2 separate regions of the Rattus norvegicus genome follow, and region 1 is linked to region 2. Evidence: chromatin contacts called from public Hi-C data. All regions are on one chromosome and are shown on one strand. Each heading gives the region's core, a stretch centred on a gene start, on an enhancer-like site or on the middle of the called end of the contact. The rest is flanking DNA. Distances are from core to core; before and after follow the strand shown.

Evidence for each region. Hi-C and Micro-C count contacts between places; a contact is called where the count stands out from the background.
Region 1: a Hi-C map of liver shows a contact between it and region 2, with 2.9 times the contacts expected there. The contact joins the promoter of Ptprg here to the enhancer-like site in region 2. A contact is called at or near these places in 4 of 12 Hi-C or Micro-C datasets (kidney, liver and psoas muscle).

What each region holds. Positions count from the first base shown.
Region 1 is chr15:15,980,985-15,984,676 of GRCr8, reverse strand. Ptprg (protein tyrosine phosphatase, receptor type, G) reads left to right here and starts at 2,096. Exons shown (of 30, transcript NM_134356.2): 1 at 2,096-2,292. The coding sequence starts at 2,208.
Region 2 is chr15:15,871,768-15,875,665 of GRCr8, reverse strand. All of the region lies in intron 1 of Ptprg (protein tyrosine phosphatase, receptor type, G), which reads left to right. It overlaps LOC120097096, which reads left to right. Exons shown (of 2, transcript XM_063274845.1): 2 at 1-3,898. Among named protein-coding and RNA genes, the nearest start is that of Ptprg, 110 kb to the left of the region's middle. Within about 2 kb of position 2,040, at least 5 of the 93 cell types and tissues checked have an H3K27ac peak or open chromatin away from gene starts, as enhancers often do. A contact at or near this core is called in liver, where this site is marked.

The DNA of each region.
Region 1 (3,692 bases), core at 847-3,346, 110 kb before region 2:
ACAACAAAACCAGGAAGAATCAAATTCCAAAGCAAACAGATTGGTTTCATTGCCCAGCCCAGGGAGGGTGTTCCCCGGGTTTGGCTAAAAATAGATCTGGGGGCCCTCCCCAGGAACTTCCTGGCATTTACTAGTTTTGCACCCCAAACGTAACTTTTCAGAGGTTTTTCCTTTGGAATTGTGGGTGCGAAACTGCTTTCCTAATCACACCATGCCGCAGGCTCTCAGAACATCTGTGTATTATTTGAAAACCGAAAGAACATCCGGTTGGGCTGCTTTAGTGGGTGTGGGACAGTGCCGCGGTGGGATGAAACGACAAGGGGGCACTTTAAAAACATGTCCATATCGTTTTCAAAGAGAGGCAGGAAAACTATGAAAAGAATTACAAATGGCTAATTACGTTGGCTCAATTACAAACTTGATGAAAAAAAAAAACCTGCCTGCCTCACTTTTAGCACCAACGTAGGAGGAAAAAATAGGTTGCGGAGAAGCCCAAGCGATAAAGATCTCAGTGAGAGCCAAGGGACAAAACTCATTACAGATAAGCCTAGTCCTTGCATTTCCCCCGGATGCCTCTCCCTGTAGCTTACTTAAGCCGCATCTCCTAGAGCAGCTGCCGGGAAACCAGTCCTGCCCCGGGGTGCTGCTTTCTCTTGCCCCGGGTGAGAGGCGCACTTCATTCGCCCTCTGCCTAACCAGGCCAAGGTGCAGCCACCTTCTCCCTGAAACCGAGAGTTGGGAGAACTCCGTGACAGACTTTCGTGGTTTAGGGAAAGCGGGTGTGGGACTGGGGCTGGATTTTGCTAGCCTGGGATCAACCCCCGATCCCTTGCCTCATCTCCCAGCAGTAAACTCTGTCAATGGAAGCTCGGAAAGGAGGAAGAAAAAAAAATCAAATCTAATGAAACCTGAGTGCAAAGGCCGCTGGGCTTTGTCTCTTAGTCCCGGAATGCAGCAGGAGAGGGACGCCGGAGGTACACCCCGCCGAGGCACCGTCAAGGTGGTGAGGCCACACGGAAGTCCCCAGTCCATGAAAAAGATAGCTGCTGGTCCCGCCTCTCTCCCAATTTCAACCGGGCCACCCTTTCCCCTTCCCCAAGTCCGGGATTCATGAACCAGGCCAGGGATCTCTCCGAATCCAAGCAAAACGCTTCGCCTTTAAGAACTCAAAAATGGAGCAAAGCCACGCAGACCGAACAAGGCTGAGGTTCTCTTCTCTGTCCTAGACGGAGCCTGGGTTACCAGCTCCTCTAAACGTACACCCATAGCCCTAGGCACGCCTGGAGAGGAGAGTAGTGCAAGTCCTTGGAAGTGGGAGCCCTGCGCGGCCGCTTTAAGAGAGTGCAACGCGCGCCCCCGCCGGCGGCAGCTCGGGGATGCGCATCACCGCGCGCCCGTGCTCGCGCGCCCCCGCCGCCGCGCGCCCCCAGATCGCTCGCTCGCTCGCCCGCTCGCCGGCTTTAAAGTCTCTGCCAGGATCCATGCTCACATGTTACTTCCTGTATGGAGGCATGGCCAGTTTCCAGCCCCGCGCTCTCGGTTCCTCCCCAGCCTGCGCCGGAGCCACAACTTTCGGGAGCATGGACTGAAGGCGCCCTCGCCCCGGCGCCCCTCTGAGATCCTTTGTGTTTCCCTGCTCTCCACTGGCCGTTTCTGTTCTGGGGGGCTCTGCGCTCCGCCCCGCCGCTTCCCTCCCTTTCCCCGCTCGCAGACATGCCTCCTTCCTTGCCGGGGCCCTGGAAGGAGCTGCCCGCCTGAAGCCCGGAGCCGCCGCGCCGCACACAGCCCCTCCGTCGCCCGCCGGTTCTTGGGCTGCGCTGCGCTGCCGACTCAACTTGGGGCTCTTCCGCTCCTAGCCGCCGCCACCCGCGGTCCCTGCCTGCTCCCGGCCCCGGGCAGTGCCGCCGTGCGCCTCCTCTTCGCCCTGCCCTATCGGCTGGATCGTCTCTGAGCGAAGAGGAGCCCTTCTCCTCCGAGAGGATCGTCCCTAGCGTAGCTTTGCATTCCCGGTCACTTTTTGAGGTTTTTCCGGGAGCTCTGGCAGCTTCCCGGATTCCTGCGGGACCAGTCGCCGAGTGTGTGTTGGGGGCCGTGTGGCGGGCGAGCCGAGAAAGCCTCCAGGCTTAGCGGAGCCTCGCTCGGAAGCAAGAACTTATTCAACAAGTTTACCCCCCCTGCCTTTCTCTTTTCGATGTGCGTTTTCGGACATGCGGAGGTTACTGGAACCGTGTTGGTGGATTTTGTTCCTGAAAATCACCAGTTCTGTGCTCCATTATGTGGTGTGCTTCCCGGGTAAGTGCGGGCCGCCGATGGGACGCGGCTCCAGCCCGCGCGCGGGGTATGCGGAGTTGTCGCCGGGGCGCGGAGCTTGGGCGCCAGTCTAGGGACCGCGGAGAGGGTGAAGGGGGGCCGGGCTACGGAGGAGGAAAGAGAGCTCTGCTTCATTGGCTCCGGCAATGTTCTAGGAGGCTGATGGTCTGAGAGGGCAGAAGCAGTGGCGGGCTGGAAAGGAGGATCGGGGACTCAGATGTGCTCTGACTGTGGCTTGGGAAGCTTGAAGCATCTGGAGTCGGGGAGGGCGGAAGGGGGGAGGCGACTTGCTTTGCTGATACAGAGCTGATCCGGAGGGCTAGAGTTGCAGGATGTCTGGGGAGATTGGCTGTGGGAAGGATGCTCTGTTGGTTTGAGTAATCTGGGGGTGCTCCCGTTGCTTCTGCGGGGATAGAAGGAGCTCATAACCGTGGCTCACTTTGCATCCCTCCGACCCTTTGTAGGGGGGAAGGAGATGTTTGGGGATGGAAGGCGGAGGCTGGCTGCAGAGCAGTTAGGATGTGGGGAGCAGCCGGCGTGGCGTTCTAGTCGCCGGGGCCGCCTCGTTTGAAACAGCCTTGCTCCGGGCTGAGGTGCAGGCTACGCCTCAGTGCAAACGGGAGGCAGCCCCCAGGACGCGAGGGGCCTGGGAGACTCGGGAGGGCAGGGAGCAGGGAGTTTTTGGCTAGATCCCTGACTCACTGGGCTCGAGGCCCCTTTCTGTATCACTCTTCTGGGCTGGGCTGCCTGGGTCCAAGTGCAGAGCGCGGGTCGACAGCTGGGTAGCTTCTGGCGTCCGGGCAGATTTTTTTTTTTCTGTCTGGCGCGCCCTCCCTCCCTTCATCTTTGCCCTTTTGCAGGCTGAGTGTGCATGCCAGACCCAGACCCAGACCCGCTCATTTTCTAGCCAGGTTAAGGCTGGAACAATATTGGCCACTCGACAATCCTAAATCATTGCACGTAGCGGTGTGCAGCTCGGCCACCCTCCACTTCCAGCCTTCAGCCCACACCCTCCCCACTTCGTGAGGGCATAGGCCAGCCGCCTTCCTCTTCTCTTGCAGAGTCGGAGGGTTGCAGCTCAAGCCTCGCTTAAGCTGTCCAGCTCCTTCTCAGTGGGTGAAGGCCACGTCCTCTCTCCTGGCTCAGGGAAAGAGGTGGGAGAGGGCGCGATTTGCTTTTCTTTCCTCGATCTCCTAAGGACAGGACACCCGGTTTTTCTGCTTTCTCATCTGCCTGTTCTGGAATATTGGAGGCGGCGGTTATTCTAATCAAGAAAAAAAGAAACGTGCCACACTGTTTCCGTTTTCCTTGGTTAATAGCTTGTGTTCTGGCAACCAGAGCGCAGAGTTTTGGTGCAGCGGGTACCCCCAACCCTGTCGTGT
Region 2 (3,898 bases), core at 791-3,290:
CCCCAGTGCTGTGGGAAATGTAAAGTTCTTAAAGCTGGGGCTTGTCTCTTGGTGCGTTTATAGCTCTGTGTGGAAGCCAGACCCGGACCTGGTGAAACAGCTTAGGGCAGTTTCAGAACCAGCACTCAGCATTGGATTAATGGAGATTAAAACCTTCCTTTCAAGTTCTGCGGTACTGGCAGATCTGAGTTATGTAATTTACTAGGGAAAGCTGGATTTGTTGAACTTGGGGATGAAGTTTGAAAAACACCAAGAGGGTGCTGAAATGACAGTGGCCTTTGTCCTCCGACTCTTAGGAGGTAAATGCCTTCTCTGCCTCTGCCTTAGGATACAATTAACCCAGGTCTGGTCTCCTGAAGGCCGCTCACTTTCTGACTTCCAGCCTCACCCATATGCTCTCTCTTTTTATATTGTCAGGTGGTCCCGAGGGTTGACTGAAACAACACATGTGAAGAATGGTGTGCGTGTGCGTCCTAAGAGAGGCCAGCAGAGAGTATCAGTGTCCTTTCCTATCAGGCTCAGTGTTAACTTCCATGAACTCTCCCTGAACCTGGAGATAGCCTTTGCTACACTGTTTGGCCAGCAAGCCCCAGTGGTCCGGCTGTTTTTTTGTTTTTTTGTTTTTCTTTTTTCTTACATCCCTGACCTCCCAGCACTGAGGACCATGTGTGGACCACGCCCTGCTTTTGCCATGGGTGCTGGGAATCTGAACTCATGTTCTCGTGCTTACACAGTGGGCACTCACTCTTACCCACTGGGCCATCTCCCCCTGTATGCTCTAAACTGGGAATTATAATTATAACCAGAGTAGGAGACCTGCAAGGCTTTCAGAGTGCTGTGTGAACAAGCTGAACTGAATGGGGAGGGTTGCACCAGGGTTCTTTGTGGAGTACGTGATAGCCAGGCTACGGTTGGGCTTGTAGCTCCATGGTCTACCATGAACCTATGTGATAAGGTCCTGGGCTAATCCCCAGGTTCATATAACACCCCTAATTTAAAAAAAAAAAGAGAGCAAGGTGGGAGGGGGTGGGGGATGAATGAATGAATGAATGAATGAATGTTGAGTTGGAAAGGTCTGGCCAAGAAGGTTCTTATTAAAATAGGAAAAAAGGTGAAAAATTTTTTTTGTTTGTTTTGTTTTTAATTAAAATAAAGGGTGCTGTGCATGGTCCCCACAGAGAGCAATCTGCTTGTCTCTGTCATTGTGTCAGTTCAAGGAGCAGACACCGTGGTGCAAGAGCATTTTGGTGGTTAATAATTGGGGCGGAAAAGGTGGGAGGCAGGACTAGGCAGGACCTCAGGACACCGTGAGGATCTCATGCGGTTGCAGCCGTGTCTCCAGGATCCCCACGTGTGAATTCCTTGGCATGGACGAGCTTCCCTTGACTCAAAAGCTGGTTGGATTTTAAACGTAAGCCAAGTATCAAGTTCCTTCTAGAAGGGAGCTGGCAGTGGTGCCTCCACAGGGCTACGCCACTGTTGAAGGCAGGGTTTTTACTGTATCTTATTTCTGTCACACCTCCCCCTGTTTATTTCCTTCATAGCCTTGGATCAGCAGCTGTAACAACAAGTTGGTACAGTTAATCTCTCTCCCCAAGGTGCAGCCTCAGTTACTCTAATTGACTTCTGGCTCACTGAGGCACACTGCGGGGGTACCGGAAGGGGCACTCCTTGGCAGGGTGGCATGTGAAATGTCTGGCCTCTTGCTGAGGTGATCTCTCATCAGGCCTTGGAAGGATGAATGACCACTGTACAGGGCTGTGCATGGGGATGCAGTTATGTAAAACGATTGCTAAGCTTTCTACTGGACTCTGGTTAGCTTGTGGTTGTTTACTCCTAAAGGAGGAAGGGGCTGGTGGGGAGGGAGACGCTTTTTATATATTTAGTGGGGGGTATATACATGCCTGTCCATCTGATCCGTGAGGAAAGTGAGGTGTGGAGAACTTCCTAGGGTTTGCCCAAGCCACTCACCTGAGGGATGGGTAGATGGGGACCTTGGCTCTGTTTCTGCATTCCAGGTCTGACAACTTGTATTGTGGTGATGTCAGGCAGTAAACATTAGGGCTAGGAATGGCTGGACAGAGACTGACCTACACTGCACTCTGGCCTGCACTGGAGTGAATGACCTCTTAGAACCTTTGTCATAACCAAATGGCAAAGCTGTGGGGAAATGAGTCCTCTTCAAGGACTGTAGCTTGGCACAGTTTCCGTGGTGGGACTTGGGCTGTGCCCATCACGATTCCACAGGCACCATCCCTTTGATCTGGCACCTCTGTCTGCCAGATGCTTGTTCTGCAGATGTACCTGTCCTCTAGTGCAAAATGACACGTGTCAAGGTTGTACGTACATCAAAGGAGCATTTGGATTTGGAAAAAAAAATGGAGGTAACCTGACAGCCCATTAATTGGAGTAGCTTTAATAAATTATACTCTCCCAAGTAATGGCATATGGGCAGCTGTTACAATTAGCTAAGCAACTCTCTCCGAACAGATACATATGTTTATCCGTATCTATATCTGGATTGCCCTAGATTGCACAGTGAAATCTAGATAAAGTCACGTTTTTTTGTTTGTAGAGGTCACAGGACAGCCTCAGGTGTGCTCTCAAACACTGTTTGGTTTTCCCCCTTTCTCCAGACTCTCTTACTGGCCTGGCACTTACCATGTAAACAAGGCCACCATCACACCCAGGAGACATCTGGTCTTAGCCTCCCCAGTGCTAGGATTACAAGTGTGGGCCACCATACACAGTTTTAGTTTTTGTAAACAAAAACAAAAACAAAAACACAGGTTCTGGGGACCAAACTTAATTGTCCATGCCATTGCCCAACTCAAGATGATGTTTTTTGGGGTATACAAAAGGCGTCACTGGAAAGATGGGATGAGGTGAGGGAAGAGGTGAGGATTTCACCGTCCCACCTTTTCTATCTTTGACTTTATTGTATCTGTAAGCAGTAACTCAGAAAAATGAGTTGAGTAAAGGAACTCCCCAAACCAGCCACGCTAAAGGGAGGTAGACATTAGACCAGGAAGAAGAGATCCAGTAGAGCAGACCACCTACTAGTCCTGAAATGAAGCAAAGAGCCTCCTTGTTTCTAGTTGAAAGGACACCTAGGAACTTTACTGAGTTGGGAATGGCTTGACTTGAAGATCTTCTCTGGAGTTTGCTTAAAGTCTTTCTCCCTTACCATTCACCGTTACCTACAGACCCACATCTATAGGGACAGATTCTTGTGCTATGTCTCCTTGTCCTTTTACCTCAGGATTATTGAATATTTATTTCTCTGAGCATTTGCGATGGTTATTCTGGATTGTCAACTTGGTGGGATTTAGAATCACCATGGAAACGTGCGGGTACGCCCACTCGTGATTATGTAGACTAGGTTGAGAGGTGAGACGGCTCACCTAAATGTGCTCAGCACAGGTCTGTGGGATGGAGCTGTGGACTGAGTGGAAAAGAGGAAGCGATGGCAAACCCTCTCTGCTTCCAGGGTATGGAGGGAGTGTGCCCACAGGCTTCCGGCCGGTCCCACTGCCATTACACCCCTCCATGATGGCCAGGACCATCCAATGGTGAGTTCAAATATCTCCTTCCTCCTTCAGTTGAGTTTTTTTTCCCTCCCAGATATTTTGTCACAGTAATGATGAGACCCTAAGCAGAACAGCTGGGTGCCCACCTTCAAGATGGATTTGGGAAAGCCTCCCACCTAACCAAGTCACTTGGCCTCATCTCTGTAAATGCGGCCTACACTAAGAATCGTGTAGACATTACTGCTAAAAAGGAAAGTCAAATCTGCATGCTTGATATTTATACAAAACTATAGGAGTGCCCAGGAGGTTAGGGAATAATGAATTTCTTTTATGTAGGACTTTGTAGCTTTGCTGGACAAAGAAATCTT